Linked DNA regions of Mus musculus: region 1 is linked to region 2. The links are chromatin contacts, called in public ChIA-PET maps. All regions are on one chromosome and are shown on one strand. The core of a region is the stretch at or near the end of the contact, and the rest is flanking DNA. Distances in the headings are between cores, read along the strand shown. Region 1 has its middle 5.0 kb from the start of Gm33481. Region 2 has its middle 21 kb from the start of Ifng.

Region 1 (4,821 bases), core at 498-2,997, 380 kb after region 2:
GCTGGAATAACAGGCATGAGTCACAATGCCCAATGCTAATGGCATGCTCTTATTTTAAAAATCAATGTATTTCTGGAGAAAAGCACAACTGTTTGAGAGATTGCATGACCTCTCACTTCTCAAGTCAGCCACATTTCTCTGAACATCCTTACAGTCTACTCTGTGTAAGCCCATGCCCGGTGACTCTAGACTATGCCCTAGTTCCTGGTGTATTAGTCAGCACCATTCTGGACATGTTCTCAAGCCAATTGAGCCAGTGCTGTCCCTGTGATCTCATTAGGTCTTTCTCCTGATGGGAGTGGAGTGACCATGTCGGGCCATGCAGGAACATGTACGAGGACAGAGCACTGCTGGCACCTGTGACCATATTGCATAATGACATAATCCTTTTGCTTCTTTGCTGATGTTTATGTTCAATATATTGCAATTAACTTTGGGGGACCTTTCTCGTAACTTCTTAATGTTTTTGAACTTCTCTGTAGATGTCATTTTCCCCCCTTCATCTTAAAGCTTATTTATACTCAAAAGACCTTATGGTTGAGAAAGTGAATTCTGATAGCACCGGGTCTGTTTGTTCTTTAGTATTTTGATACCTTGAGTTATAGAAGTAAGAGGTTGAGATGTGCAGAAGTGGCTCAGATGTTTAAAGCTCTGGCTGCTCTTCCAGAGGATCCAGAATCCTCAGATTCCAGAGTCACAGAGCTCAAAGACCAGCACACCTGATTACTCGCTGCTAGTATAGCCCTCAGAAGCAAACATTAGGATGTAAAGAGGGTACTCTGTTACAGGACCAGACTAGGAAGACCAAAGCTCATCTCCAAAATGTAGACAGCGCCCACACAAGCCTGTATTTTAGAGTCTTACATTTAAGAAGTCTTGTTCTTTTGGAAAACACTTAGCTCTCATCGGCCATGGTCATAACGTCTGTGGCTGTAGGGGGCATCAGACAGGGCAATCACGAACATTCATTAACGTTAACTCATTAACGCTCAATTATTAAGCCAGTAGATTCAGATACATGGTGCTGTCCCAGAGGGACAACTGTGACTCATGGTACCAGCAGAAAATTGATGCCTTAAAAATGGGCCAATCCTATGGCCTCTGCCCTTTGGCTAGTGATGTCTTCATCCACAGTTGAGACAAATATGTTCTTCATTATCAAGTCAGCTTCTCAGATGGTTGCAGAGGTCAAGTGGCAGCTCCAACCCCATCTGATGTACAGTGAGGAGAACTGAGTCTGACCCCAGAGCTAACTTGGAATATTTCACCTGCACCTCAGAATAGCTACATGGGATTTAAATCAGAAATGAAGGCTACCCTATCCACCTCAGAGAGTTTTGTAAATGCTAAACAGTGTGTATGAAAGACGTTAGTAAACTACGAATAAACCCTGGTGGTAGATTGCTTGCCAGGCACACACCAAGTCATGGGAAAGACACTGGCACATAGTAGGCCCTCAAAGGGTGTGTCTTTCACAATTCAAACCCTCCCCAAGAAAACCAAAAAGGCTAAGTAAACTCACCCAGGCCTGTATTACTTTCAGTCCTCAGAGAATAGAACAAATAGTCACTTAAGAAACAAGCTCTCTGCCTGGGGAGACGGCTCAGTGGGCCAGCGGACTTGCTGCTCCAGGCGGCCATGGTAAACACTTCCTTCCTGAAGTTACTTCTGTTAGATGTCTTGTCACAACAACGAGAAAAGCAACCGAAACCTTCCTTCAGAAGCCTCTCTGACCGTGGCTTATGTTTGGTTCCTGATTTTTAGCTCTTCCCCTGGTTATGAATCACAAGGGTTGGGACTGGACATCCTCTATCCAAGAGAAAGCCCTCAAAGATCGATGATCCAGAATGAGAAGGAACATGACTCCATAGTGCTGCTGATGAGGTATTGGTGTTCACACTTCCTCTTCTGGAAACCAGATGTTTACATCTTCTGGTGGGTTGTTAAAACTACCTCATCCCAAATAAAAATAAAATAAAGCGGCTACAGAAAATGTTATATACTGAGAACAACGAAATTAGCTAATGGGGGTATCAGACAATCTTTTTTCCTGATGGTGTGGGAAGTAACAACAAGGGACTTGGCCAAGAGTTTCTCACTCCCTACCTACGGAAGACATCTGCATGTTTCTCCATCGTTATCTGCGTGCTTCTGAAAAGGGTTTGTACTGGTGTTCATCTCTAATGTCCTCTCCTAGACTCACCCCTCTACATTTGAAGGAGCATATTAAAGAGATAAAATACTTTATTTTTAAGACCTATGTTTTTTTTTTAAATATGAGCATTTACTCAGTTCTCGTATTCTAAGTGACAGAGAGTGTCAGAAACAGAATTAAACTGGCTTTCAGGACGATGGGTTACCAACTGACTGTGTTTGTGAAGTCATCAAGAGATTTACCCATGTTTGGTAACCATGAAAGTTGTTACCGTGTTTGGTAACCATGAAAGTTTTATCTGTGTTTGATAACCACAAAAGGTCATGGCTAGTGACCATGAAAGTCTTTATCCACGGGTAGTTTTCACACTAGATGAACTGAGTGTTTCCTGTTTGTTTAGAAAGGAAGGGAGCAAGGGTCCCCTCTGTCTACATTGGGACATCACGCCTTGGCTGGGACAGACAGAGTTTACTTCCTGAAGACTCATGCATGCTTAACCTGTTAGAACCTGAACCTTCAACTGATGGACTTGTCTAGAACTGGTCTGAAAAACAAACCAAACAACAACAACAAGAACCAAGGAAAATTCAATTGAGTACCCTCCTAGTCCTTCCTAACCCACCAAAGTCTACTGTGTTCACTGTCTACGTGCAGAAATGGCTGTCTGTGATTTCTGTGTTCACGCAATCAAAGTCCTCATCACAGAGTTTGATGAGCTGCTTTCATGCAAACCCTTCTCACAGAATGTTAGAATTATTTGTTTATTATACTGAAGGCTTTATGTGTGTGAGCATACGCTTGCAGCAGGGTTACGCTACCATCTTATTAACTATTTAGGGTTTTTTTTCCAACATCAGTGTTTTTTGTACTTAAGAAAGGTCTTATTTTAAAACTATGGTTTTCATTAAAGTTACCATTTATCTTATTCTGTATTTATTTTATTTTGCAACAAATTGTGAAATGAAATACATGAATAGAATTCCTCTATTCTTACCATAGGAAGATAAATTCACATTGGAAAGATAAATGTCACATTTTAATGAGAGCCAGCTTACGGTTTGGCTCGGGGGAGGTGATCCTAAAGAGGGAATAAACAGGTGTACATTTTGACATTTCTCATTCTTAGCCATAGCATAAGCTTCCCCATTATTTCTTAATATTGGAGATACTTCCCAGGAGATCCCATCATGAAGATGAACTAAGTACCTTTGGGAGTTCGTGGGCCCTCATAAAGAATATCCAGAGGAAAACTTACTAACACAAGAAAAACTTACAGTTGAAATGAAAACGGAATGGACGAGAATTGGAATGTGGCCAGCTCCGTAAAGCGAATATGAAAGGGGCCACCCAAGCATGGCGTGTGACATAGGAAAGCCGGTTTGATGGATGTGCAAGTGGCGAGAGACTGAACCCAAGGCTAAAGTCACGTGCCTTCCCGGGTCCCTGAGAATTTCATTTGTTTATGGTGGGTCATGTCAAGTTGAGCTCCACTGCTCGGTGAACTTCTCTTTTTTTATGCATAAACTGATGTGGTTCATACAAGGGACATTTCCATCTTTCCAACTCCTAAGTCTTCATTCCTGGCTTTGAGGAATTTGTTCGACAGAGAGCCATGGTAGAAGGAAGAGCCTACCCAGCACTCAAAGCTGAAAGCGTCAGGTTGCCTGCTACTCAGCACGGGACCTTCTTACCTTAGGTCTAGGAGTCTGAGCAATACAGGCAAGCAGAAATTCACTACATCTGCATAGACTGCGGTACTCATGGACCACGGGTGGCAGAGGAGAAAGAGGGCATTCAGCAGTTGTGCTAGTACTGAGTCTGGGACCAATCATTCACATTAACCGGCAGTAGCATGCCTCTGGACCTAGTGGTTCTCTGCCGTTGGGTCTTGACTTCTTTGTCAAACCTCTATCTCCAGAAATATTTACATTACGATTCATAACAGTAGCAAAATGACAGTTATGAAGTAGTGATATGAAGATAAATGTATGGTTGGGGATCAGCACAGCATAAGGAACTGTGTTAAAGGTTTTGGATTAGGAAGGCTGAGAACCACTTCTTTAGCACCACCGCCCCACAGCCTGGCTGTGAAGAAGACTCGGTGCACCATGTCTTTTAGTTCCTGCCCAAATTTCAAGAACCACCTTATGACTCAGAGGTCTGAGGGCTTGTTATGAGTGCAAAATCTGTACCTTACCCTAGAGTTACCAAACGGACACATTAAAATATAGTAGAGTACTTCACACATAGTAGGACATTCATGAGTATATATACTGGTTATATAAATACATAAAAATAATCAAATTCGATTTTGCTGAAGTGATCTAAATTCTATTTCTTAAAGTATACACCTTTACACAATGCTTGTACCATTCAAAACAGTTAATTTTATATAACAGTAAAATCTATATATACTATATATTATATATACACATATTATATATCATATTACATATGTAATATATGTATATATGTGATAATTTTATTTTAAATACATTCATTCATACTTAAGGGGCTCTAATATTTATTGTGCCCTTTCAAAATATACTCATCTTTATCATTTCTCTGTGACACTGATTTTATTCTTTAAAGCTGGGTACATGAATCATATTCCCATAATGAACTGAGATGCTTGCTATTTTGGTCCCTGTCTGTTTCTCTCTTGG
Region 2 (4,589 bases), core at 580-3,079:
CATCATGCCAAAAAGCTGTACCACAAACTCTCAAAGCTAGCATAGTATGCTGCATTTACACATTAGGATGTATGAGCTTTAAACACATTTGGAGGGAAGGCAGAGCAGGGCACTGGCTGGATTACATGGCTGGAGTGTCGTTAATTTTGTCAGTGATGGCCAACCTGTCTTCTAATGAAGCTGTGGCATGCTGATGGTTCTTTTCTCTGTGTCCTGGTCAGCTCTGTGTGCTGTGTTCTGGAGGTTGGTCACTCTGATAGGCTAGTGGTGGGCCCTTGCTGTTGTCCTAGTTAAATATCCAGGAGGACATATGATGTGGATCTCAATTAGTCCTTCATAAGTTATTGTGTGCTTCTAATGGCAAATGAGAAGGTGCGTCTATTCTTGGGAGTAAATCTTATAGAGTATGAAGTTAGAGAAGGATGTCTCGATGACCCCCTTCTTCTAAGGAATGCTACTCTGTGGTAGAAGAGATTGACACCTCACTAAAACAAGTACGCTTGAGAGTCAGAAAGACACCCCTACCAATTCTTAGTGCTTAATACCAGCTCTTTTCTGAGGTAGTTCTCTATTACCCACAATGCCCAAGTCTTCCCGATACATCTCACTCTTGGAAACAGTGTTGCTGAAGTTTCCATCTCTTGCTACTCTGAGTACCTCAGCATGTACAAGATGCCAGTGAGCTTACAGCAACCCTGGAACAAAAAGGATATAATGAAGTCTGAAAAAAAAATCAGGAATAATTAAGGCCATACCACAAACTTTTAGTGGGTTGCTGATGCTGTCATGATTTATTTAAACTTCTCAGTGGCCTCCCTTCCTGCCCTTGCAGACGATGGTTACTAACTATTCTCTGGGTGTAACATTCTTTCTTCTGGGCTTGTGGAAGACTACAAGGGTTGAGAATGGGTGCCTCCACGTCTTGACATCATCCCCAAGAGAGTGATGGCTAGAAAACCCTGTTTCTCCACTCTGAGTTGGGCCCTTTGGATGCATTCTATGACCTTGCCTGTAGGTCTAAGTTCCCATGTCCACTGTGACTTGAGCTTGCTAACCACCCTGCATTGACTTCCTCTCTTCCCTGAATCCCTCCCCCTCTTCTCTGCTGCTCCCCAGAATCACCACCTACACAACTGATTCTCAACTGCAGCTCTGGCTCTAGAGTAACCCAATCGGCTTCTTTTCTTTTCCATCCTTCAGTTGACCATGTACAAGTAAATAAAAAATAATGACAAGTATGACAAAAAAAGAATGCAAATATGACTCCTCATCATCCAGGTTACAGATGAGAATACTTGAAAACAGAAGAAAAATAATGAGCAAATTGTGCTTACGATAGATCAAGCTGATTCAAGTGCTTCACATCTCTCTCTCTCTCTCTCTCTCTCTCTCTCTCTCTCTCTCTCTTTCTCTCTCTCTCTCTCTCTCTCTCTCTCTCACACACACACACACACACACACACACACACACACACACGTGCGGGCACATACACACACACACCCCTTTCCAGGGTGGATGCCATTATTGCCAGCTAAAGCCCCAAGAATGTCCTCAGGTTCAGAGGGTTCAAACACTGGTATAACTTGGAGGCAGGATTCAAACACAATCCAGTTCCCACATTGGCACCTCTTACCACCATACTACAGTGAAAAAATGTTTTAGAAGTATGACAGCAATGATGCCATATAATCATGCAAGTATTAACATGCAATTGTCTACACACACACACACACACGTGAAATTTGATGTTTGCTATAACCTCAAAGGTAAGGAAGCCAAAGAGAGTATCTTATCTTTAAACAACTCTACTTCCTGCTCAGACCTGCACTTCTGTGAGCACATGGGCACGCATCGCCCCGCCCTATGGAGCGGAAGCATGATGTCAGCGCCTGGGGTGGGGGTGGGGTGGGGAAAGGCAACTTCTTTCTTCTCAGGGTGATCCACAGGAAGGAGATGGGAAGTCAGATCAAAGCTGGCTTAACACCTCTGTCCTGGGAAATCCTATCAGGTGACTAGAAAGAAAACCTAAGAGGCCAAATTTCTGCTCATTGTCAAAAGACAGGAGGCAGGTTGGGGGAAGTCCCTGACCACAGGCCAACAGAGCAGAAGGTTAACGGGCTTCCTGAAAGAACCTGCTAGAAAAACCTTCAAACTCCACCTGGGGTGAAAAGAAATCTTTCCAACTCTTTCAAGTTTCTTCACTTTCCTGATGGAAGTACAGACAGCCTTGTGACATGTCATTTAGACTGCTTCCGTGTGACATGTCGTTTAGACTGCTTCTCTGGGGATTCACTTTATTGTTTTAGGAGAAGCTCCTATGACAAAATGCAGGGCTTCTGTTGTTGTTTAATAAGCTTCCTAAAAAATCATAATGAGTTATGATCTATGATTCTAATTAGCAAATTAGGTGTCTAATTTTCCAATAAGGAAAATCATATATCATCTAGTGTGGGATGACATTGATATATGTTTCGAGTTGCATGGAGTGATAAATCCGCACTACAGTCTCAAGAAGAAAATATCAGATGATCTGAAGAAGATTAAAGACGTCTGGTGTTGTGCCTGCCACCTTTCAAAATGAAAAGAGTGGGGACAACTTCTAATTTCTGTCTTTTGAGAAATTATCATTTAAAAAAGCAACATATAGGTACAATATCTCAAAAGGGGGGTGATGAATATAAAATGGGCAGCGGGATGTGCAGGCTCCTCAAAGTAAGAGTCTAAAGAAGGAAATTTTCAGAGAAAAATACACACACAAACATCAAATCCACAGTGACTAGGAAGGATTGGGTTTTTGATTAATGTAAATTTGAGTAGGTAATGATAGCATGTATTCATGTGTACACACACATTTCTATCTATGTTTCTATGTATCCATGTATGTATCCATGTATGATGTATGTATGTATGTACCTATTTATGTACCAATCTATGTATGTATGTATGTATGTATTGATCTATGTATGTATGTATGTATGTATGTATGTATGCTTATACCTATGTATCTATCATCTAAGTATCTATCTATGTATCTATATATTTATCTATGTACCTATGTATCTATCTATCTATACACATCTATCTATCTATACACATGAGTCAGGGCCTCATGCATTCTGAGTCAGCCTTAAACTCACAATGTAGCACAGATTGTCTTGAGCTACTGATCTGAGCCAGAACTCCTAGCCATGTACCATCCTGCCAGGTTTATTATGATGGGCTGAGATTTAACTCAGCGCTTTGAGCATGGTAGGCAGGTTGGTAACTCTATCAACTGAGATAAATCACTAGCCCCAATATTTATTTTGATGTTTTTAAAATGAATTGAAATATCTACTCACAAATGCACATATACATATGTCTTATTTGGGTAAAAACTAACAGGAAGTAGATGCTATTTGAATAGCTACTAATGATATTAGTTAAGATACTATAAGTTATGTAGTAACTTCAGGTATTATATTTAGGTGATAGGTTACATATATAACACACACAAGTTAACTTAGACACAAGTATATGTGATATGAATGTCCCCAACTGCATGATGGCTTAGATGTAGCTGAAGTATGTTTTTTCCTCATGTAAAGTCCCAAATGATGAATGAGAGCAGCAGGTGCCTCCACCCCCAGCAGTACCACTATCACTGTGTGACTTTGCCATCCTCAGTGCTGTGACTGTAAGGTGCATCAAGCTTGCCAACAGAAGAAGAGTCCAAGCAACAGAATCCAGGCCAGGACTCTGCATGGAGAGGAAAGTGAGCCTGTGAAGTGTGGGCAAGCTCTGAGCCAGAAAGAAAGAGGAGGCAGGATGGATCAGCAAGGCTGTCCTGTGCCCAGAGTCTTCCCAGAGGAATTGAGCATGAGCCAACTCAATGGGAGAGAGCCAGAATGTTCCAGAAACAGAATGCTAGATAGGGAAGCTGGTCAAAAGGGTGGGCTCTAATAGAAACAGGGAGATGAATAAGGAAGAGAAAAGATGGTAAAATCATTGTAAGGATATCTTTAAAAAGTCACAAGGAATCATACTGTTAACTATCCATCTAAGAAGAACTGATAATACATATAAGTCTATGCGTAAATATGCACACACAGGTTACATGAAAAATTTCTCATCTGGACCAACAATGTACCCTCCCAGAGTCAAAGACCACCTAACAAAACAGAGTCACTTGAGATGAGAGGTCGTCTTTTGAGTTGTTGGTCAGGGTTGTCTTCTGAAATGTTACAGGCTGTTGCTACTACCCTTGGCTGTTCTTGGCAGTGGAAGGTAAATCTCTGTTGCTGAAGATACAGTGTCCTTCAGATATAGATCCTAAAGATACAGTGTCCTTCAGATACAGTGTCCTTCAGATACAGTGTCCTTCAGATACAGTGCCCTTCAGATACAGTGTCCTTCAGATACAGTGTCCTTCAGATATAGATCCTAGAGGCCCCTGAGCTAGAACTGAACTGAATATTCTTGGCACCACACACGTGTCCAGAAGACTGGAGCAATCAACAGTCCATCCCAGATATGATGCCTGTGAACCACAACACGACCAGCATGGCAAAACCCTAAGTGAGTAGTAATGCTACACATACCTTGGTGGT

What was found. ChIA-PET counts read pairs in DNA pulled down with a chosen protein or histone mark.
Region 1: a contact with region 2 is called in an RNA polymerase II ChIA-PET map of memory CD8 T cells, with 19 read pairs. The contact joins two enhancer-like sites.

What each region holds. Positions count from the first base shown.
Region 1 is chr10:118,794,999-118,799,819 of GRCm38.p6, forward strand. No RefSeq gene overlaps it. Among named protein-coding and RNA genes, the nearest start is that of Gm33481, 5.0 kb to the left of the region's middle. Within about 2 kb of position 1,748, at least 82 of the 459 cell types and tissues checked have an H3K27ac peak or open chromatin away from gene starts, as enhancers often do. A contact at or near this core is called in memory CD8 T cells, where this site is marked.
Region 2 is chr10:118,417,277-118,421,865 of GRCm38.p6, forward strand. No RefSeq gene overlaps it. Among named protein-coding and RNA genes, the nearest start is that of Ifng, 21 kb to the right of the region's middle. Within about 2 kb of position 1,830, at least 79 of the 459 cell types and tissues checked have an H3K27ac peak or open chromatin away from gene starts, as enhancers often do. A contact at or near this core is called in memory CD8 T cells, where this site is marked.